Regions from separate parts of the Sus scrofa genome. Here region 1 is linked to region 2. A link is a contact called in public Hi-C data. All regions are on one chromosome and are shown on one strand. Each heading gives the region's core, a stretch centred on a gene start, on an enhancer-like site or on the middle of the called end of the contact. The rest is flanking DNA. Distances are from core to core; before and after follow the strand shown. Region 1 holds the start of DDRGK1 (DDRGK domain containing 1). Region 2 holds the start of RNF24 (RING finger protein 24).

Evidence for each region. A called contact is a pair of places that touch in the nucleus more often than the background predicts.
Region 1: a Hi-C map of liver shows a contact between it and region 2, with 6 times the contacts expected there. The contact joins the promoter of DDRGK1 here to the promoter of RNF24 in region 2. A contact is called at or near these places in 2 of 47 Hi-C or Micro-C datasets (heart right ventricle and liver).

Annotation. Positions count from the first base shown.
Region 1 is chr17:32,478,585-32,483,422 of Sscrofa11.1, reverse strand. It overlaps DDRGK1 (DDRGK domain containing 1), which reads right to left and starts at 3,442. Exons shown (of 9, transcript NM_001190212.1): 1 at 3,275-3,442; 2 at 1,877-2,074; 3 at 594-706; 4 at 274-375. The coding sequence starts at 3,365.
Region 2 is chr17:31,703,662-31,708,150 of Sscrofa11.1, reverse strand. It overlaps RNF24 (RING finger protein 24), which reads right to left and starts at 2,796. Exons shown (of 6, transcript XM_021078063.1): 1 at 2,631-2,796.

The DNA.
Region 1 (4,838 bases), core at 2,193-4,692, 770 kb before region 2:
TTCTTCCTCGCCCTGCTTGAGCCACTTGGTCTCAATATTCTTCAAATGCTCTGGTATGTCCAATAAATCACATGCTCACAATTCTAGTCTCAGGCTCCCTTTTCCATAGCAGCCTTACACAAGCTGTGCCTAGAGCACAGGGACCAAATAAACCAAGGCCTGCCCCTGCCCTTGGCCCTGACCTCTCTTCCAGGCTGAAGGTGCTGGGAGGTGGTGTGGGAAGCAAGGCTGCCTGGGCAGGCGTCAGAAGTCAGCATCCGGGGTCTGGCTCACCTTCTGTTCCTCCTCCAGGCGAAGCCGCTCCTCCTCCTTCTTCCACTCTGCCTCCCGCTGGGACTCTAGGCGTTTCCGCTCCTCCCGCTCCGCCTCCTCTGCCTGGAGAAAGGCCTTCATAGGGGAGACATCTCCACCTCCAGCTAGAGTTGGCCCACCTCCCAAACAGGCTGGGCCGCAGACCAAGGGAGCCAGGCAAGCAGCAAACCCCAGCCCAGTATGCAAAGGGCCTGGGGGTTGGGGGTCAGTCTGCCACAGGGGACAGGGAAGGCAGGGCCCTTTCTCACTTCTCAGGGCTGCACCCCATCCCTCCTGCTTGCCTCACGCTGGGCTTTTCGTGCTTGTTTCTCCTCCAGCTTCCGTAGTTTTTTGGCTCCAATTTTCCCCGACAGGTGAGTTTCCACTGGCTTCTCGATGATTTCTTCCTCCAGGGCTGAGTGTGGTCAGAGAAAGACACCTCAAGTCCTGCCCAGAGAGGGCTAATGATGGATTTACTCTACTCCCTGTCTCTCTCCTCTTGGGTGGCAAATACTACCAGCCCAGCTCTGCCCTCTAGAGGGAGCTGCTGGGGGAATTCATCTAGGGTGTGTGTATGTCAGGTGGAGGGGGGTAGGGGGGCAAGAAAACAGGTAACTTTAGATGCTGCACAGCCTTAAAGAGGGGAACTCCAGGTTTCCTCACCTGAGTGTCTGAAAAAATCACAGGCAGGACTGTTTAGACTTTCAGAGTTCCCTGGTTTCTGTCTCTGAGACAAACCTCCAGGGGAGGAGGGCCCCATGCGGAAATTTATCCCTATCCCAAATCTAAAATCATCCTCATTGTGGTCAGGAACTGCTGAGGTTCTGGGATCAGCCCCTCGCCAGGGTTATCCATGAGTCCCATGAGATCCAAGGCAAAAAGAGAGCCCAAACCCCAGGACTATACCAGGGCCAGCTAAAAGTTAGAGGCCCGCTGATGTCTGACCCCCAAGTGTGAGACAGGAGGGATGGTGTGACATAAGGCCTCTTTTTTTGAGCCAAAGGGGCTAGTTCTCAAGGGTCCAAGGGCAAAAGCCCCAAATAGCTCCTCTAGCTCAAGCCTGGTGTTGAGTACTGGAGAGACATTCTTTCCCACAATCCACAGAGCACTGTTAGTTTCCCAGCACCAGGGATATGGGGGCCTCTGCCAACAAAAAGCCTCTATCCCCACACACTTCTAGGGTTATGGTTGATGACACTCTAGAAACCGCGCAAGCTCATGGCCAGGCACTCTAGTCCTAGGGTGAAGCCCTCAGGGGATGAGGGTGCCCACACCAGGAAGAGTGCTAGGAAAGAAGGAATGGACTATGGAACTTTCTAGGTCAATCTAAAGACCCCTGCCCTCCTGATTCGCACTGAGAGCCAAAATGAAGGAAGAAGAAGTTGGCCCAATGGAATAAGGATCAGGGTCCAGGACTGCTAGTCCCCAGGACCAGAGGCTGGGTCCTAAGTCTCCCCTAACTACCTCCTACGGCTCCCAGACATCCCTCCCACACTATGGCTTCACACTCCACTCTTCTGCCCAGCTTTGCAGGGTACTCTCACCCTCTAAAGGCCCCCTCTCCACCAGGCTGGGCCCCTCTCACCTGGGATGATGACTTCCTCTTCATCCTCATCCACTTCTGCCCAAGCTACCCGCTGGGCTCGACGCTGGGCTTGCAGGCGGCTGCCCAGATCCCTCCGACGCCGAGGCCTGCCACCGGCTCTCTGCTCATCGAGCTCAGGCTGGGCCACTCGGCCTGCTACTCCCAGCTCCTCCTCATTGTTCAATGGCTCTCGGCCAGCTGTAGGGACGAGAAGAGCCCCGATGATGTCCAGCAGCCCAATGGCACATCATGGCAGCAGGAGCAGCATCCTGGAAGCCTTGATCTCATCTGGTCAAATTTCTCCAGGCTCTCGCTGTCCACTGCACAAAGTCCCAATTTCTCAGTCTGACTGTGAAAGCCTTCATAACCCAAACTCAAACCCTAGGCAGCAAGATCACCCCTTCCTTCACACCTGTGTCAATTCCTTTCTCTTCTCTTAAGGCCCCACCTTTCCAGCTGGCCTGTTAGGAGACTACCACTCTAGAAGATGGAGCTGAAGCTCTACCTCCTCTAGGAAGCCCACCTTGACCTCTTCAGACCTCATGTGAGTGCCCACTGCAGGACGGCATTTATCTCTTGCCTAACACCACCTGCCATGGTTTTACCTGGCATCCCAATCAGAGAGCACACCTGGGTCTGAGTCTCTCCTCCCAGGAAGATTTACTGGCTATTTGCCTTACCTCAGCTTCTCCGTGCCCTACCCCTGGCAGATGTTCTGATGTGGCCTGTGGGCCCAGGGACAGGGAGAAACATACGCACATACCCATATGGTGATAAGAAATGAAGGGGAGGGGGGTAGGATGGAGGATGACAGGTGTATCTCTTCTGGGCCCTGGTAGATGATATGGCCTTTGGGGCAGGTTGCAAAACTGGAAAGAGGGTGCCCTGGGGGACGGACAGAGCTTCCTGGAGCCACCTCATGCTCTATTCATCTCCTGGGCAAGTAGCAAACACTTAGGTGCCGCCTTCTTGTCAACTGCTCCAGGGCCAGCCTCGGAGGGATGGGAAACCTCTGGGCACCCAGTGGGTCAGAGCGGCGGGCTGCCCCAGTGAGGGACGGGAGTGTTCGCCAGGGCCTGGCCTTTCTGCAGTGGCAGGGGACGAGGAGAGAAATGAGACGAGACCCTCTTTGGGGGCCAGGAGAAAGGTTAGGGACCCGGACACTCGATCCGAGAGCTGGGATCATGCTCTGAGAGTCCCCGCCAGCCCTCCGTTGCGCACGCAGGCGCACGCGCACGGCCTATCTGATGCGCGGAGAGCGCCGCTAAGCACAGACGGCCAGTCAGCCCAGCCAGGCAAACCAACGCATGCGCAGGAGCCGCGGCGCGACGGCCTACAGAGGCTAAGGAGGCAGGGAACGCGCGGCCCTACCGGCTCTGGCGCCGCAGCATCTCCTACCTGCTGCTGCCCGGCCCCGCCTGCGGGTCAAGAAGAGGATAAAGCCAACGAGCAGAGCCGCCACCACCAAATACACCACGGGAGCCACCATGACGGTGGCTTCCAGGCGGAACCTGCGCGTCCACCCTGAGGCCCTGGATCTCCTAGGCCCCGCCCAATGCCCATGTGGCCCCTCCCAATGCCCATGTGGCCCCTCCCACTTCCCATTCTAGGCCCCGCCCAGGCGGCACGCAAAAGTCAGAGGCCCTAATTTTTAACTTTAAAATGAATTATGAAAAATAAAATAAAATTAACTATAGGGGCGTAAAAAAATGAAGTGGAAATTACTGCAGGAGTTCCCGCCGTGGCTCAGCAGAAAGGAATCGACTAGCATCCATGAGGATGCAGGTTTGATCCCTGGCCTTGCTCAGGGGGTTAAGGACCCAAGGTTGCTGTGAGCTGTGGTGTAGGTCGCAGAGGCAGCTCGGATCCCCCGTTGCTGTGGTTGTGATGTAGGCCGGCAGCTGCCGATTGGACCCCTAGCCTGGGAACCTCCATATGCCGCAGCTGAAGCCCTTAAAAAAAAAAAAAAAAAAGGACAAAAAAAGAAAGAAATTATGGGTTATGTTCAGTGTGACATTTATGTTTGCTTTAAAAGCGCTAAATACCACAGTGTTTATGGAAACATACATATGCAGAAAAAGCACAAAAAGATGCTTGGGAATGATACATACCAACCTCAGGATAGTGGTTGCTTTTTGGGAGGGAAGAAGTTGGAGGGCATTAAGGGCAGAGCTTTGCCTACATCTGTGACATCTGATTTCACTGAAAAGGGAGAGTAAACCTTCTATATAAATAAATTATGATATGCTTTGGTACTCAGGCCTGGAATTTTATACATTTTTTTTGTTTTTTGCCACACCTGCTTCATGAGGAAGTACCTTGGCTGGGGATCCAACCCAAGCCGCAGCAGTGACAACTGTTGGATTCTTAACCTGCTGAGGTACCAAGGGAACTCCTTTATACCATTTTAAAATAAACTTATTAGGCTGTACAAGATTTATTGATCCAGTTTTCCATAGTGAGGACTTGGAATTTAAATACTTACAGGGAATTTAAATCATCCTTTAATTCTTGACACTTTTTAAAAAAAGATATGAACAAATTATACCACAATAAAGTTGTTTACAAAAAATTGGGAAAGGATGTAAACTCAAGATTTTTAAAGAAGCAAATAAGGAGTTCCCACTGTGGCAAAACGGGATCAACGGCATCTCTCACAGGTCTGATCCCAGCCTGGCCCAGCAGGTTAAGGATCTGGAGTTGCTGCAGCTGCTGCATAGGTCACAAATGCAGCTCAGATCTGATCCCTGGCCTAGGAACTCTATATGCCTCGGGGAGACCAAAAAAGAAAAAAACGAAACAAAAGCAAATAACAACCACTGGGAATTTGCTATTATAGTAGCAAATGAAGCTTTTTTGCATGTGTGATGGAATAAATAAAGATCCCAGGACCCATGTATTTGGGGGAAGATTAGAAAAAATATAGACACAGGTTAACACCTTAACATCTGTTAAATTGGAA
Region 2 (4,489 bases), core at 1,547-4,046:
AGTGAGGCCAGGGCTCGAACCTGCATTCTCATGGAGATGATGCCAGATTCTTAACTTGCTGAGCCACAACGGGACCTCCAGAAAGCAATTATTGATAGAAAATGCTAGGAGGATAATGTATCCCAGTTTGGGTAACAAAATGTCATCATATATACCATTACCATCACTAACACAACAATATTAGTCTTTCTAATGAACATAAAGATTATATTCATTACTAAAACATAATTTAAAATAACAACCTATTTTGTCGACATAGATATATTATTTTAGAATTTTTCTTCAGTCATCATACTACAAAAATGCTAAACTATAGGTTGGTAAAGATTTTGATTAACAGAATGCTGAATAACAAGGCCAAGATGTTTTTAGTTTCCTTTGTTGATACAAACAATAGCAAAGTCACTCTTGCAAAACTAAAGTTCCACAATATTGTGGTACTTTGCAAGCCTATTTCAGTGATAATTCCGGTTATACTACTCTGTTTATCTAAGACTTCCCCTTATGATTTGTTTTGAGGGGATTCCTAAAAAAAGAAAAGAAAAAAATCTAAGCAAGCAGTTTATAAATCACTGGGGTTGTTTCAATATTAGTGACACTACTTTATGTAGTTAATGAAGGCCTCACTTTTTAAAGGTATAAGTTCATTTATATTAAAAGTTTATTTAGATCTTACATCATAAAACCAAAATTCCAAATTGAAAAATCGTCTTTCATTAATTTTAACTTTTTTTAAAAGAATTTCACCGTGCTAACATAAGGTAAGATTTTAACCAAGAAAAATGGATCCTGTTCCAACCAATGGAAAATTTCCCCTTCAAATTAAAAGCAAATGTTTTTTTTCAGAGGGAACATACACAAACAGATGCTGCGGAAGCCTGCTTCATTTAGATTTCATTTTGCACTGAAAACTACCAGGAATTAAAATACATGTGATTAAAATATAATCTTAAAGAGAATCTTAAAACTGAATCAGTTCAATTAGGCATATCATCTAATGAGTTCCTTTTAATTTTTTTTAATTGCTGCTATTTTTGAATCAAAAGATCATAATAAAAATGCTTTGGAGGTATGTTTCTTACATTAACTGAGTTTAGCTAATTTCCTGTCACTCTGTAAAATAATAACGGTAATAAAGAAACTGAAAATGCAACCCACTATCTTCTAAAACTTACAAAATCTGGTTTAAGAAGAGAAAAAGATCCAAGTGAAATAGCAAGGAACAGCTGTGGTATTACAATTGCTTCTTTTTAATTGGTTCACATCAGCTGTGACTCCTCATAACTTCACCTAGACAACAAAGTCAGTTCCACAGAGCCTAAGTATGTGGGAACCTGCAGAGCTTCCTCTTTTCTCTGGGGATGAGGACAATGATAAAAGGTGTTCTGTTTTCCAGCAGTCCTGTAAGAGGAGCCATTGAGCTGGGCTGCATAACCAGACAACAACACAGGGAAATTCAGATCAAAGCAAGGGTGCATGCCAGGGTAATACGCAATAAAACCCTTTGCCAAAGCATTAAGGGGGAAAAAAAAAAAGGCAAAGAGGTGAAGAGAACCTGCTGGACTACGTTCTTATTAACATTGAGAGGCAGGAAGAAACAAAATCTGCCTTACAGAGAAGCAGAGAAAACAGTGTCATAGATATGTTGGAGTATTTCTATAGACCAGTATGACTATATAGACATATTACCAATGAACTAAAAAGTGCATTTTAGTTAACTGGTAATGTAGGGTAGTTTCATGTACATATATATGAGTATATGACCACTGACTAAACCCCAAAACCAAGTGTTCTAGATAAACAGATATGAGACTAGAGGCATATTTTCAATTAACCCACTGCTTTTACAGTAAGAAACAAAGAAATACTATTTGAAAAAACAGCAGAGGCAGAACGAGGTGACGATCTGATGGAGTAATACATCTTTTTTCCTCATACCCTTTTTAATGATCTCTGATTCTCTCATTTCATAGGTGACACACACACCATTACGTCTCCGGAAACAAAGGAGGGTCTTTAATTCTCCGGCCTGAGGACGCACACACGCCCCCTACTCACAGACAGGCCCGCACCTGACTTTCATTAAATGAGTTAGCCGAGGCGAGAGGTCTTACCCCAGACCACAGTTTACACACAGTGACAAATGGGCACGAGACAAACGCCACAAAGAAAGGGGAGGAGCAGATGGGGACCAGGAAAACACTGCCACGCCGCACCCCCCACGGCGCGTTCCCATCGCCAAAACGCAGGCAGCCGTCCTAGCCAACCTCGTCCTCCCTGCTCATCCTAGGAGCCTCCCACGCCCGGGGACCCGACGCCGGGCACTGGCTAGGAGGGCGTTCGGGGTGCCCCGCACCGTCCCTCTGTGACCTCCCGGGGACAGCCCCGCGCCTCCCTTTGTGCGTGACCCACCCTCCGGATCGGGGCGGACCCTCCTCCGCGTCCCTCCCGACCTGGGGCAGCTGTCCCACCCCTCCCAGCTCCCCGCGGAGGCGCCAGGAGTGTGAGTGGGGGAGGCTGGAGTGGGCCCACGGTCTCCTCAGCATCCCGAACCTGGACCCGCCCGGTCCACTAAGCCCCAGACTGGGGGTGACGACCCTCGGCGCCCCCGCCCTTGCTTGCTCACTTACTCTGTCGTGCCCGCGGCGTCGGCGGCGGCGGCGGCGGCGGCGAGCGTGGCAGGACCGTCAGCGTCTGGAGGCTAGCGGCTGGCGTCTGCCGGGACCTAGCGCGGCTGAGGTGGCAGCGGCGGACTGCGCGCAGCGGCCCCGGCGAGGGGCGGGCCCGGTGGGGGAGGGGCGGCACCGCGCCTCTCATTCATGCAGCGGGGGCGGGGTGAGGGACCCGGATGCCCGGGCAGCCCCGCCCACCTCCCTGAGATCGTCCTGACTTCAGAGTCCGCAGTGCGCAGGCGCGGAGCGCGGTGGCCAGTCCTCGCTCCGCCCGTTGGGGTTGTCCCAGGGCGGAGCTGTCTTCCTCCGCCTGTGTTTAGTATTTTTTCTTGTCCTATAAGCATTTTTTAAAGGGAAAGCTTGGAACGCTACCTCTTTCCTAGCACCCAGACTGCCAGCATTCCGGGTCACAGGAGTCCGATAGATAAGGTGCACATTGCCTCTTTCCTCCATCTGTGTCACCTGCAGCAGATCCTCTCAGACTTCTGATACCCAGAATCTGCCCAAATAGTGGAGAGGAGTGTGTGCAAGAAAGAGTGCATTACTTTATTTATGTGCATCGACCAGGCCCCAGCTCCCATTCCATGGAGCAGGCCAGGAATTGACCTTTGTTTTGAGGAAATCTCAGCCCTTTCTGTAATAAGAAGGTTTAGGGTTTATCTAATGAATCTCCAAAGATCAAGTGGAGGCCCCTTGTCTTTGGCAGGCAGTGTGTTCTGCAGAGACACTCTCCTGTTCCCAGCCCCTTGGTTCTGCTACTCGTGGGCCACAGAACTCTTCGGGGGCTGCTGGGAGTCTCTGAGGCTCTTCGGCTGAGTGTGTGGGCCCTGTAGCTCAGGGAAATTACAGAGACAATTGCCCCACTTTGTTTCAGTCCCTAAATCACCCCTTGAGAGTCTCCTTTCTTCTCCTACCCTCCAAGCCCCCTCACACAAACCATAAACAGCTCAGGGGCTTAATTTTGGGAAGCAAAATAATAGTAGAAAGCGCCTGTAGGCAAGTTCCTTCTTCTTTGGCAAACAATAAATATCCAAGGTAAGGGGGGAAGTAAAGACTAACATCAACGAACATCTCAAGAAGTTCTGTAAGGTAAGAGATGGGTGGAAGCATGGGTAGAGAGAGAGTGGCAAAAGAAAGAGTGCTTATCAACAACCTATCCCTCACCCCCTGTCACTGAAGCCTGTGTCAGGGGTCCTTTTCCCTTCTCTCCCTCCCTTCCTAGCTCAACTGGACCAGTTGCCAGGAGGATCTGCTACCTCTCACTGTTTAAATCAGTCCTCCTCAACTCTCTCTAGCTCTACTGCTGAAGTCTCAATACATTCTTATGCAAGTCAATTCTCATGATATGCAAATCTGCCCATGTTGCTGTCTTTTTCTCTTTCTCTGCCCAGTGGCACTTTAGCACTTCTTTTCTAGCCATTTCCAGAACAGCATCAGAGTGTCTCGCCTTCAGTGCCTGGTGTTCCTGCTTTTCCCTTGATTAGAGAAGCAACACTTACCTAGCAACACTCAACAGTCACTTTTTTTTTTTAAATGAAATTTTATTTATTTATTTATATTTTTTTTGTCTTTTGCTATTTCTTTGGGCCGCTCCCGCGGCATAGAGGTTCCCAGGCTAGGGGTCGAATCGGAGCTGTAGCTACTGGCCGGCGTCTGCAACCTACACCACAGCTCACGGCAACGCCGGATCGTTAACCCACTGAGCAAGGGCAGGGACCAAACCCGCAACCTCATGGTTCCTAGTCGGATTCGTTAACCACTGCGCCACGACGGGAACTCCCTCAACAGTCACTTTTTAATTAAGTCTTCCTTCCTGC